Regions from separate parts of the Mus musculus genome. Here region 1 is linked to region 2. Evidence: chromatin contacts called from public Hi-C data. All regions are on one chromosome and are shown on one strand. The core of a region is the stretch at or near the end of the contact, and the rest is flanking DNA. Distances in the headings are between cores, read along the strand shown. Region 1 has its middle 17 kb from the start of Nos1ap. Region 2 overlaps Nos1ap (nitric oxide synthase 1 (neuronal) adaptor protein).

Region 1 (7,077 bases), core at 3,945-6,444, 150 kb after region 2:
GTCCAAGCATCAAAGTGAAAGGGAGCATGTCTCCTTAGCATGAAGGGGAGAAAAGTCACTGGGGCCCCATCATCAGCTAAGGTTCAAAGAACAGGTCTGACTTGAGCTGCATTTGAAAGGGGGAAAGGAATTTGATAACAGCAGAAGAGCAGACTTGGAGACATGGAGACGGGGTCTTTGGAGACATTTAATCTACAGAATGTCCTTAGGGGGCTGGGGGAAGATAAAGTCACAGGAAGGAGGGTCTTCTGGGAGCGACTGGTGATAAAGCTGTAGCTGTTGGAGACAGCCAAGGGAAGGACTGCAGACCTGGGGTCAGTGACTGAACTTCATGAGAACTGTCTGGACTGAGCTGTGACCTGGGATGCTGATTCAGACACACGCACGCACGCACACACACACACACACACACACACACACACACACACACACACACACACAAAACCATTTTCATGGGAAGAAGAAGGAAGGGAGGGAGGGAGGGAAGAAAAAAGAAGGAAGGAAGGAAGGAAGGAAGGAAGGAAGGAAGGAAGGAAGGAAGGAAGGAAGGAAGGAATAGAAAGATGGAATGAAATAAGGAAGGGCAGGGAGGAAGAAAAAAGGAGAAAAGAAGATAGGGAAAGAAAAGAGAAAAACAATATGCATCCACTGACCTTTTGCTTTAAGAAGCAACTAGAAGCTATCTCCCAGGAAGGCAGCTTAAGGACACATTCGACAAACATGCACCAGGCTCTGGGTTCAATTCCCAGAGCCACCACCATCACTGACAAAAGGTTTGACTGTTAAGGAATGAGTGGGTTTTCAGTTCTATAAAGGTACAGAGTAGGTCAGACAATTTTTTTTGCACTGTCTTTTGTATTTACAGATGAAAGATGATGAATAGAACATTTCAATCGATTCAACTCAGTATCTCAGACCCCAAAGTATCTCTCCATTGCTTCCAAGCTTCCAGATAGTTCCTAGTTTTTTTGTTGTTATTGTTGTTTTTGTTTTGTTGTTCTTTTTATTATTATTATTCTGTTTCAGCATTGTTCTTTTTTGCTGGGTGACAAATTGAGTTCTATTTGTATGGCCATTTGTTTGGGGTATTTTTTAGGTTGTCCAGATTAGCCTTGAACTCCTGGACTGAGGTTAAAGGTTCACACCCCATTCCTGTCCCTACCCCCTAACACACACACACACACACACACACACACACACACACACACACACACACACACACACACACACACACACTCAGTCACATACCTTAAGAAAATATCTCCTTATTTAGTTCCTCTACTGAAAATTGATATCAAGGCCTCTCCGTTGGCCCTCTAAACTTCATAAGCTGTGTTCCTGAATCTGGGACTATTTTCATTAGCTATTTAAAACACAAGGCAAGCCAGCCGCTAAATTTAGAACGTTGGGCTTATCAATTAGACTGTATTTATCCTATGGCATTGAAAAGGCACTTGCTCTCTCTTTATAAAACCCACAGGCTTAAGATAAGATGATACTTGGGTTGTGAAAAGGCCATGGGACAACTGGAAATATGATAGTAAGATAGCACAAAATATTTTATTGGAAGACCTCTAGCGGTGTAAAGCTTTTAGACAGCTTAAAGTTGCCTTTGTTGCTGCTGCTGTTTTAATAGACAAATAGGACCCGTGAGAGCTTCCGCAGGTCAAAAGACTTGATGCTCAAGCCCTGATGGCATAAGCCTGTCCCCAAAGTCCACGTAAGGGTGGAGGGAGAGAACCAATTCCACACACACACCACAACAAGAACAAAGTTTTAAATAGGTGGGTAAATGAAGGAGTTGGACAATATAAAACTTGCTTAGTATGTGTGCAAGGTGCTGGATTTGATTCTGGCCCCACCACACAAACTAACAGGCTTACACACACACACACACACACACACACACACACGCACGCACGCACGCACGCACGCACGCACTCGAGTGCTAACTGGAGGACTTGCCCAGCATAACCCAGTCCCCTGGATTCCATCCCTGGTGGGCTAAGTCATAATAAAACTTAAAAGCAAACTAGTAAGCCAGGTACAGATGTGGAATGCCACCAGGTGTGTTTTCACTTTGGGTTCCATGAGTTCTGAGGGTCCCATACAGAAATAGGTTCTGCTCCCCACATTCCGGTGTGTCTCTTTGAACTTCACACAAAGGCGATGGCGTGATCCGTTTTTTCCACAGTTGCAGGCACCTCAGGAGAAACAGCCAATGAGGCAGGCATTCAGATTCGGCCTTAGCAGTTTTCCATCATTAGCAGCTGCCTCATTCCCTTAAAAGGTCCTGTAATCTCTTTTATAAATCCCTTGACATCCCCAGCTGGCCCCTCTCCACACCACTCCGAGCATTTTTCTTGCAATCACACGGGAGGGGCCTCAGAATTTTCCACCTCTCTGAGCAACTTCCCCGTGCAAACTTCCCCATGCTACTCGCTGGCTGAAGGCAGCCTCTGTAATCCGAGCTCCACGGACATGATAACACCTTAACAGCAGCCAAGTTTAATTCAGAACAAATGTTACTCGCATTCATACCTTTTTGGAAAAGCATCCCATTCTAACGGCTGGAACTGTGAGGGGGTCAGGGTGAGCGGAGCCCAATGAGATCTCCATAAACAAATCTTGATTTTGGTCCACATGAACACATTGAGCCACTATAGTCCACTCATCTCCCAGAGGCCTCCATCACCTTTCTTGAGATGACAGCATAATTCCTACCACTTCCTATATTGTGTATCTGCTGTACACAGCAACCCAGGAAAAGTCCTTACCAAGATGGAATGGAATTGGCTAATGAATCAAATATATGAGTTAGTAGAAGTTGCCATGGTTATACGATTTGCCAAGGAGCACATGAGTAAGTGATCAAAGCACTCTCCTCTCAGAACAGGTAGGTATTTATTTGACGTGTATATTTATAGACCTGTGTTCATAGCACCAATAGCCACCAAAGCCTTCCAAAAAGTAAAAAGCAAGTCAATTTGTCTGTTAAAGGATGAATAGATAAACAACAAAAACAAGAATCATGGTGACTACATGAAAGAGGGTTATAGCCTCAAAAAAAGGAGAAAGATCTTGGCCTATGCTTCAACATGGATCAACCTTGAGAGCTAAGTGAAACAAGTGGGTTGCAAAAAGATAGACACTCTATTATTCCCCTTAAATAAGATGCAGTTTAATGGATACAAAGTGTTCAGGATGATGAAGATGTTCAAGAGATGGATAGGGATGGGCCTACAAGAAGGCCCAGGGGTTGAAGGTACTTGTTGCCAAGACTGACAACCTGAGTTCAATCCTCAAGACCTCCATAGTGGAAGAACGGACGTCACAGTGTTGTCCCTTGACCTCAGGCTAGGAATGTCGTGTGGCAGGATTTTCCCTGTCCAATTACATTAAAATATTAGTGCAGCAGAAGGCCTGTGATTGAACAGGGAAAAGGGAGGTGAAGAGAAGAGTTGCAAGGACAAAGAGTGACTTGGAGGAGGGGGGAGGAAAGTAAGATGGAGGATGGACCATGGAAGAAGATCCTGAACCAGGGTGGCTTTAAATAGCCACAGGTAGATATGATATCATAAAGGATACAGTAATTGGGATAACTTGTCTAATCTAGGTGGCAGCTTGTATCATTATCAATTGACCCTGAAATTATTGTGTGAGCATCTTGTGAATTGAGACTTTATTGATATATAAATCTGCCTTGTTAATGGAAAGCTTCTAGAGTTTTGTTTCTACAGGGTTACTGGGTGTTGTGGTGGCTGACCACAGGGTGGATGGTCATTGCATGGGGCTGGCGTGGCAACGAAGGGAACTCTGCAGCTCTGGCCCCGCCGGAGAGTTGGCGGGTAGAGAGTAGTTGGATGGAGCATGGGAACTTGGCAGTTGTATTTGTAATACTTCCCGCAACAACATTGCTCAGTTCAGAGTGTTTGCCTAAAACCCTGAGTTTGATCTGAGTACCACATAACTGTAATCCCAGCACACGGGAGAGAGAGCAGGTTGACCAGAGACTAAAGGTCAACTCCAGGTACGTTGTGACTCTGAGGTCACCCTGGGCTACACAAAGACCCCTTGTCAAAAATAAAAAAATTAAAACTTAGACCTGCAGTATGGCTCAGCAGATAAAAGGACCTGTCAACCAAGCCTGCTGACCAGATTTTGACCCCTGGGACCTTCATGCAAGAAAGGGAGAACCAACCCTTGTAAGTTGTTCTCTGACCTCCACACAGTATTGTGGTACACATGGCCACAATCAATCCATCAATGTAAAATCAATACTCATTCCGCTGATGAAAGGAAATTTCCTAACTGGTCCTATCTTCTAACTAAGACCATCTAAAGTCAACAAACATGTACTATTCTGTGACATTCAAGTTCTTTTGGAGGCCAATTGAAAAAACAAATGAATGCCATATTTGGTCACAATTAAGATCTACCTGAGTCCATTTGAGGCCTGGGCAATGGATACCCAAGGCACTTTTATAGTTATTCCCATGAAAGTTTTGACAGGTTTTATTGAATGAAGGATTTCATGAAGCTGGTTTCAAGCTGAATCCCAAAGACAGGGAAAATTTTTCTTGTATTTACCAGGTGCTTGGAGATCGATGTTACCTCATTATGCATGAATTTAGGGAACACCTAACAGATGCCGTTGTTACATAAGATTTCTGGCCACATGGTCAGTCGATATTTGCTAGTTGCTAACTCTGTACTGGACAATAAAAAAATAGATGAAATAATTTCTCTTCTCAAGAAATTCACCTTGATCTAAACAAGGAGTTAACACTGACCTCACAGCCCCAGAATAGCAGTGCATGCCTGTAATCCCAACCTAGGAAACTGAGGCAAGACAATGCCATGAGTTCAAGGCCAGCCAGGGCTACATAGCAAAACCCTCTCTAAATGACCAGACAGGACTGGTATGCAGGTATTTACATGGTACAGAAATAAAACAGAAAAACTAAGGGGTCAAAGTGACTCCAGAAACTAAAGAATAGGTGAGGTATTCTGTGTGGCAGCTAGAGGTGGGGGTGGGGGATGTAGAACCAGGGAAAGTGTCACGAAGGATGCAGTATTTGAGCCCAGCACTGAGGAATTCTATTACTTTCATAAGCAAGAACAGAAAAGATCATTCTGGACAGAGAGCAGAGCCAATCAGGCTGCTGCTATTGGTCCATGTGCTTGAGACCAGAACCTCCTCTCCAAATGCATGTTGACTTTTGCTCTACCAGCTGAGTCCTGTTCAGTTGTCCAGTGAGCTCTTGGGCCTTTCCCAAATTAACTCCAGGACCTTAAGCATAGAGGTTTAGGAGGACATGAGCCAGGCTTCACGCCTCTCCTGAACTCAGACCTCTGTCCTATGACTATACATCTCTGGCCAGAAAGGAAGAGCACTCCACAAAGGCCTTCCCTCTCCTGTTACAGCCGTTAGAGAGAAAGAGAAAGGAAAATGTTGTTCCTCATTTTGAGATCATACAGAAAAAATGATAAAGTCTAACTTGTCCATGGGATTGTTTCTGCATTTGCTCATGTAGAGATACTCACTAGATATACTGTACACAAATATAGTTATAGACATATACAATGGAGAGACAAGCAGACAGACAGACAGACACACATGCACACACACACACATGACTCCAACAGCAAATATCTATAAGAAGATAAATGTAATATGTTGTATATACATGATTAATTAACCCTAAAAAGAAAATAATTCCTGGGGCTGGGGAGACCGTTTCTGTTCCAGAGGAGCCAGGTTCAGTTCCCAGCACCCACATGGTGGCTCACAAGCATCTGCAATCCCAGTGCCAGGGGATCTGACTCCTCTTCTGACCTCTGTGACCTCTGACCAGGCATGGGTGGGGTACACTGAAGTACATGCAGGCAAAACAACCTTACACATAAACACAAAACAAAATAATGAGAGAAAAGATAAGAAAATGAAGATAACTCTTAGCTGGGAGTGGGGGTGCAGATCTAACACTCCGGCGCTCAAGAGCAGGAGATAAGAGGATCATTGCAGGTTCAAGAGCAGCCTGCTCTATATAGCAACTTAGGTATGTTTCCAAGCCAGCTAGTGCTGCATGGTGAAGTCCTTTTAGGTGTCCAAAACCTAAAAAAGCATAGAAAGAAAGAAAGAAAGAAAGAAAGAAAGAAAGAAAGAAAGAAAGAAAGAAAGAAAGAAAGAAAGAAAGGAAGGAAGGAAGGAAGGAAGGAAGGAAGGAAGGAAGGAAGGAAGGAAGGAAGGAAGGAAGGAAGGAAGGAAGAAAGAAAGAAAGAAAGAAAGAAAGAAAGAAAGAAAGAAAGAAAGAAAGAAAGAAAGAAAGAAAGAAAGAAAGAAAGAAAGAGGGAGGGAGGGAGGGAGGGAGGGAGGGAGGGAGGAACTCAACACCTGGATAAACCTTGGGGATGCTAGATATTAAACTAGGTACTTGGGTACTTGACAATGGCAAGCAAGCAGCCAGCACCATTTTGGAGCGGGTTAGTCTGTGGCTTCTGGCTGTATCGAAGCATAACACAAGCATCACTTCAAGTGCCTGTCTGTGGTCTGTGGAGAACACATGTTTCTGCTAACCCTGTCAGGACGGAGGGTGTTTGTGGCGAAGAGGCAGAACCCGGGCCAGGAGCACACTGAACTTGCAGAGCTCAAGGGCTGGAGAGTGGGCTGAGTCTGGGGCCTGAGATGGGGAGGACCGCATCTTCTGCCTCTTTGCTTGTTGGAACCACGGTCTTGCACTCACTGCCCCTGGCCCCAACACACAACTGAAGGCCAGATCCTTGGGAGTTTTGTGCCATGCTGGGAGAACTTTAGCAGAGTAGATTTCCTTTCCCCCTTCCTTTCTCCCTCTTGATTAACATGAATCTGATCTTCCAAAGAAGGAAACGGCTGCTAAGATGAATTTTGTTAAGTATATTTTACCAAAATAAATGTTTTAAAACAATGACATCATGCATTACTTATAAGTATGTATCACATTTCTTATCACGTTGTGAGCTCCTAACAGACACTTGCTGTCCAAGGCCCATCATGACTGCATTAGTGGTGCACTTAGATAAGAGGGCCCGCCCAGG
Region 2 (6,832 bases), core at 1,397-3,896:
AGAGAGAGAGAGAGAGAGAGAGAGAGAGAGAGAGAGAGAGAGAGAGAGAGAGAGAGAGAATATGAGATTATCAACAAATCAATTTATCAATGCTTTCCTATCAGCAGTACCTATTCCTCTATAGCTTTAACCTGGAGAGTTTGCCTAACACAGACCCCGAGACAAGCTCCAGCCCCATCTGAGGCTTCTTTCTGAATTCCTATTTTAGGTTTTTCTCTTGGTAGGTGGGCTAGAGGACGTATCCAGCAGGGGTTTTTAGGAAAAGGGTAGGGTAGGAATGGGAGACTGGTAGCTCAGGATAGTGAGCCACACCGAGCAAGCAACCCCAGAAGGCATCTGAGGAATGAGCATAGGGCAGAGGCAAAGGAATGTAAACAAATGTCACTGGCCCAAGAGTGATGATCGGGACAGGAATTCTGAGAAAGAAACAGAGGTACACATGAGGGCCCTGCACTGGCTCTCCTTACCATACCACACACCGGCAAACACACCAGAAGCTGCACACAAACCACCACCACCACCACCCCCCCACACACACACACACTGGGGATGGCCTAAAAGCTACATGGTACAGTTACAGAATGAATACTTACATTAAAAAAGCTGGCAGAAATACAGCCAAGATAAAGATAGTGAGTTGTCATTTTCTTTCTCCCCTGTTCTCCCAATGTTCTGAAAGAAGATTGCACTATCTCCTTTGAGCCTACAGTGCATTCACTGGAAGAATCAAGCTGATCTGAGGGTAAGTGAAGGATCCAGGAGGCCATTCTGTCAGGAGCCATCCAGATGATGGACAGGAGGACCTGTTGGAAGAATCTATTCTTCTGGGGCAAGAGAATGGAAAGCTCAAGCTTGAACCAAACACAGGGCAGTTCCGAGCATAACGTATCACCCGCTACTCAGACTGCCACCGGGTTGGCATCCTGGTTCTCACATTTACATCTCAGGGAAAGACCATGGAGAAGTCTGAGAACCACAGACAATGGCTCTGGGCTCACGCAATGAATCCAGCGCAGTGCAGCAGGTTAAGGTGATCTCACTTCAATAAGGGTCAGCAAGGTCACTAACATGCCAGCAAGGCAGTTTCAAACAGTGCAGTACCAGAGCCACAGCAGGGCACTAGCCCCAACTCTGAGACAGCAAGTCTCAGGTCCTCAGGGAGGTACATCCTGGGACTTGTTGACTCTTTGGCTGAGAGTTCATGCAGGCACCATAGCTGAAGGCATCCTAAACTTACCTAGCCTTGAGAAAAAAATGAGATATCTACCAGGGACACTCACAAATTCTTGGGGAAAGTCTTAAGGAAAACATAAGATATTACAGCTGACAGGGGCAAAATCAGAATAATATTTTATTATTCTTACTATTCCATCTGCTGAGCCCTAGAGAGAGGAAGAAAGTGACAATCCAAAATAATGTTAAGAATTCATTAATAACAATGGCGTATTGGTAACTCAAGGCAAGCAACTACGCTATGCAGGAGAAATATGCAAATCTAAACATAGAGTCAGAAACCCCATGAGCTGTCAGCCATTCCTTATACTAGTTTATAATAGTTTAGATACAAAAAGTAAGCAAAATGATAACTCTGTAAGATGTTTCCTAGGCACATTGGAGAACAGTAAATATCTGATATGAGAGGAGAGGTAGGGGGAGATGCAAGGACTCATGGAGTAAAGGACCTCACAACAGGAGCGAGACCAGTGGGCTGGTAGAAGACGGAGATTGTTCAGCCATCTGAGTGGTGGGCAGAGAAGGGGAACACTGAGAGCTATTTTGAAGAGAAGACAAATTATCAAGTCAAATCAAAACCCAGATGCAAAGCAGCTCTTCCATCCTCTTGTTTGCAGGATGCTTTATTCCGGCCTCTGGTACAGCAATGACTGCTATTCTGTGTCCTTATCTTTCTCCCTCACCTCCAATCGACTGAGCCTGGAGAGGACCACATTGCACACACATCTCCCCAGCATCTAGCACAGAGCTTGGTAAAGGATACATGTGACATTGGCAATGAATGGATGAATGAATGAATGAATGAATGAATGAATGAATGACTTAGCAAATCAGTACCTTAAAAGGACTGAACAAAAGGGCTTCCTCTGAACACTATGGGCAATAGAAATTAAGCCCATGATGCACACCAAAAAACCCCACAACAACAACAACAATAACAATAACAACCCTGGCCCCCGAAAAATAACAAAAGGACAACACGTTTACTTGACATTTAATTGATTTCAATTTTATATGGCCTTTGATGGTTTTGATGTGCACATACCATGTTTTCACCACGTCCTCCAGACATCTTAGGTCCTGGAGGGCAGGGACTACAAACTTCTACTTCTCTGTCCCCCATTATAGTGCCTGGCACAGCACTAGATCCATGGAGTTAAACAGATATTCATTAAATAAACTTGAACAAAGAATATGAGAGGAGACAAGGAAAGTCACTTCAAGCAGGCGAGGCTCTTTCATTTCAGTTTACAGGAGAAATGAGCTGGCTATTTATCAGGCTCCATTGAGACAGGCATGCCTCTAGACAAAGGCAGCCTTTGAGAGCTACACGAGTGGCAGAGCCTTCTCCAGAGACCCATGCTTGGTATTTCCAAGGGAGAGCTATGGGTCAATAGTAAAATCCGCTGGCACGGGCACATGCCAGGGAGGTTGGCACAGCACCTGCCCAAGCTGGGACAGACTCCAGGCATCCTGACCAAAGTCAAGAAAGCTCATAATTCATCCAGTAGAGAACTTCAAAACTACCCAGTTCACTGCATAGCATGGACTGGACAATCAGATGTCAATCAGGGGGCGGGGAGGGGGGCTGGCACAACCTCCTTCACTAAAACAGTCAGAGTGAAGGTGGAAGGCTCAGCTTCCTGCTTCAGGCAACTCCAGGTGAGTAATCTGCCAGCAAATAGGCCTGCACAGGGTCAGTGGGAAACTCCTGTGAGCTGGCAGTACCCAGTATATCCACCACTGAACAAAAGGAGTAAAACAAAGGAGCTGATTATTAAAGAGGGAAAGGTTGTGCACAGGAAATGAAGGTGGTTATTATGGCCAGTGGTAGGGATGAGTGTTGCCAATCTACTTAAATACTATTTAAATGTGGATGGAACTAATGAAGGGGTCGTGATCACATGTTCACTTCCTAAGGAAACAGACCTGGGTTCCAGGCTCTCCAGGACTCCCTAACTGTATATAGATTCCTGGAGACTAGGGGGAGCAGCCTGTTCTGCCCCGATGTCCAGGGATACCAACCACCCACTTTGCCCAGACATAATACCCTACCTCCACTGTGCCATATTACAGAATAGTCAGAAATGGTTACGCTGGGCAACAGTCTGTAGTTTGTGGCTATAAACTCAAAGTAGCCATAAAGAAGCTTTCAAAGTAGTCTCCAGACTCCAAGTAACTGGTATTGTCTGTGAACTGTATATTGTACGTAAGTATGACTAAGGTACACTAGTTATATAGCAACAGCAGAAGTCCAGGGAGGGTCCAGGGTGTAAGAACGACCTGAGCAGAATGGGGACAGGGGACAATCTTCCTAGACACGCCACATGTCACCCCTCTCTCATCCCACTGCCTCTTTCCCAGATCTCCACCCATGGTTAGGTCTCCTAAACTGTTTTGCCTTACAAAAATCTAAGCTTCTCACAGTTACCATCTGCTGTCACCTTGTGGGCTTCTGTTTCCCTACCATTTCTAAATGCACGTCTGTTACCAGGTTTGGGGGAAGAAGACAGACTCAGAGCCTACATATCGCCCACCCCAATCCTCAGCTGCTCAGAGGTCCCCGATCTTTACCTGTTGATGAGGATGTGAGGGAGGAGCATACAGATGTACAGATGTACAGAGAGGACTGTGCTTTGTTTTCTTATTTTTTTTATGTTGGTGATTATAATTACAACACTTCTCCCTTCCCTTTCCTCCCTCCAAACTCTTCCAATCTCCTTCAAATTCATGGCTTTTTTCATTGATGGTTATGGCATGACTTTATGTATAAACATATGCAGATATCCCTAAATATATATACATATATATCCCTAAGCATAACATGCTGAGTCTATATAATGTTAACTGTATGTATGTCTTCAGGGTTGACCATTTGACACTGGACAACCATTGGAAAACCATCTCTCCTGCTCCCAACTTTTCTCAGTTGCCTATAGTTCTTTGTGTAGGGTTCGGCCCTTGAGCACTTTTCCGGTCCACACTGACATGTCCTTTGGTGTCATTCTGGTTGGTTCAGCTGTCATTTGGGCAGACATGTTGGTGAGACTTTATGGGTGTGTAGCTTCTGGCATTTCTAGGAGACACAATCTGACAGCAAACTCCCCAAACACCTGGCTCTTACAATCAATCTTTCCTTTCCTTCTTCATGAATAATTCCCCAGCTTTAGACATGAGTTTGTAGATGTATTCATTGGGACTGAGGTCTATAACTTTGCATTTTCATTCGTTGTGGTTTTCTGTAATGGTTTCTGTTGCAAAGGGAATTTTTCTTGATGAGGGGTGAAGAATACACTTATCTGAGGTACATGGGAAAGTGTTTATAAATTGTTGCTAGGGATTATGCTAGTTTAGTAAGGTAGTAGCTGTAGATGCTTCACTAGCACTGAGTAGTTAGGCTAGGTTACCAGTACCAGACATGCTTTCCCTCTTGTTGAGCAGGTCTTAGGGGACTAATCTACTTGCAGGTGGGACAAGCTAACTTCTTTCCCCTCTACATCCTAGCATTTCCCTGCCTGTCTAAGAGGGAGTCAGCTAAACTAGCATGCAAAAACTCATTCCTCTCTTCTGACTGTGGACTTAAAGGAACCAGCTGTTTCCAGTTTGCCTCTGGGATTTCCCCCAGCATGACGGACTGTGTAACCTGAAACTGAGAGTTAAATGAACCCTTTCTCCCTAAAGTGGCTTTTGTCATGATGTTTTAGAACTTCAGAAGGTTTGAAACTAAGACAAATACCATGGAAACCTTGCTAGCAGAGGCTGGAGGGAGAGCTGACTTGCCTCTCACTGTCCCTTCAAACACAAAGCAGAACAAAAGAGGGTGACTCGACAATCTAGGCAAAATATCTCCTTCCGTATATCTGCCCAGAAGTTCACCACCGCACTATCAACCAGAGATGAGGAGCTAGGCTAAGTATTCTTTGGATCTCATTCCAGCCATTTCATCTTTTAGAGTCTTTGTTTTTGTCTTTAGAAAAATCATCTTTAAGGAGAGGAAGGCCAACAGGACTAACTTAAAACACAAGCCACCCTGGTGGACAGCCTTAATTTAGCTTCCCACATGTCCATGGCATGACATGTATAAAACCTACACCCTTATCCGTTTTTCTTAATGAGGAAATGGTATGCTATTTTTTTGAGAACAGAATTACATGGAGAGGAAGGTAAGAGGCTCCCACATTGTGAGGAAAATGCCAGGGGAAGAGAACCAGGATGCTAAGTTTGTTTGTTTGTTTGTTTGTATCCCCAGAAAGTTGGCTACTGTTTTCTAAGAAAACACCAAATAACATGGACTAAATTATACACGTCCCTGAATCTGCCTATTGAAGCGTTCACCCTCAATGTCATTGTAAATTGTTACGGGACAATGATTAAACAAGGTAGGGAATGTCTTAATCCAATAAGGCTGCAGGCTTGTCGGAAGAGGGAGAGGAGGCTAGCCCAATGCCTCAGAGGGAGAGGAGGCTAGCCCAATGCCTCAGAGGGAGAGGAGGCTAGCCCAATGCCTCAGAGGGAGAGGAGGCTAGCCCAATGCCTCAGAGGGAGAGGAGGCTAGCCCAATGCCTCAGGGGATAAAGTGCTTCCCACAGACCCTGATGACCCGAGTTAGACTGTGAGAACCCAGGATAAAGTCAAAGGGAAGCCAGGCATGGTGGTACATGCCTTTAGTCCTAGCATTCTGAAGACAGAAGGGCAGGTCTCTGTGAGTTTGAGGCCAGCCTCGCTACAAGAAAATAAATTTCTCTTTCCATAAGTTGAGTTCCCGAATAGCCAGAGAAATACTGTCTTGAAAAACAAACACAGAGTAGAAAACGAGAGCTCACTGGATCATGTTGTCCTGTGACTTCTACACACCTGCCATGATGGCACGCCTCTCCCCACCCCCACCCCCCCACACACAATGATAAATACTCTTTTTTAATTTTAAGGAATAAGACAAGATATCTATCTCGCCCCCACCCTCGTCTCCCCATTTGTATATGCCCAGGAAAGACCAAGTGAAGACACAGTGTACTGGTTGGTTTTGTGTGTCAACTTGACACAGGCTGGAGTTATCACAGAGAAAGGAGCTTCAGTTGGGGAAGTGCCTCCATGAGATCCAGCTGTGGGGCATTTTCTCAGTTGGTGATCAAGGGGAGACGGTCCATTGTGGGTGGTGCCATCCCTCGGCTGGTAGTCTTGGATTCTATAAGAAAGCAAGCTGAGCAAGCCAGGGGAAGCAAGCCAGTAAGAAACATCCTTCCATGGCCTCTGCATCAGCTCCTGCTTCCTGACCTGCTTGAGTTCCAGTCCTGACTTCCTTGGTGATGAACAGCAATGTGGAAAGTGTAAGCTGAATAAACCCTTTCCTCTCCAACTTGCTTCTTGGTCATGATGTTTGTGCAGGAATAGAAACCCCGACTAAGACACACAGCAAGAAGGCAGTAGCTCTGAGAAAATGCATTTCTACTACTCAAGACACTGGTCCATGGCAGACCAAGCTAAGACAAGAGAACCTACTCTCTTGTCTCCTTCCAGTCTCCAATGCCACACGCTCATTTCCAAAGTGAGTTAGGCATACCTTGGGTTCCACACTTCCACATAAAAACACGTGCTTAGT

The links. Hi-C and Micro-C count contacts between places; a contact is called where the count stands out from the background.
Region 1: a Hi-C map of liver shows a contact between it and region 2, with 2.2 times the contacts expected there. The contact joins two enhancer-like sites. A contact is called at or near these places in 3 of 39 promoter capture datasets (the HPC-7 cell line, liver and neural stem cells), 9 of 484 Hi-C or Micro-C datasets (the HL-1 cell line, bone marrow-derived macrophages, liver and 3 more), 4 of 115 datasets of contacts at active chromatin or transcription factors (embryonic forebrain, embryonic stem cells, microglia and 1 more) and 2 of 9 other capture datasets (embryonic stem cells and pancreatic islet).

Annotation. Positions count from the first base shown.
Region 1 is chr1:170,603,432-170,610,508 of GRCm38.p6, forward strand. No RefSeq gene overlaps it. Among named protein-coding and RNA genes, the nearest start is that of Nos1ap, 17 kb to the left of the region's middle. Within about 2 kb of position 5,195, at least 20 of the 459 cell types and tissues checked have an H3K27ac peak or open chromatin away from gene starts, as enhancers often do. A contact at or near this core is called in liver, where this site is marked.
Region 2 is chr1:170,457,490-170,464,321 of GRCm38.p6, forward strand. All of the region lies in intron 2 of Nos1ap (nitric oxide synthase 1 (neuronal) adaptor protein), which reads right to left. Among named protein-coding and RNA genes, the nearest start is that of Gm46171, 80 kb to the right of the region's middle. Within about 2 kb of position 2,647, at least 40 of the 459 cell types and tissues checked have an H3K27ac peak or open chromatin away from gene starts, as enhancers often do. A contact at or near this core is called in liver, where this site is marked.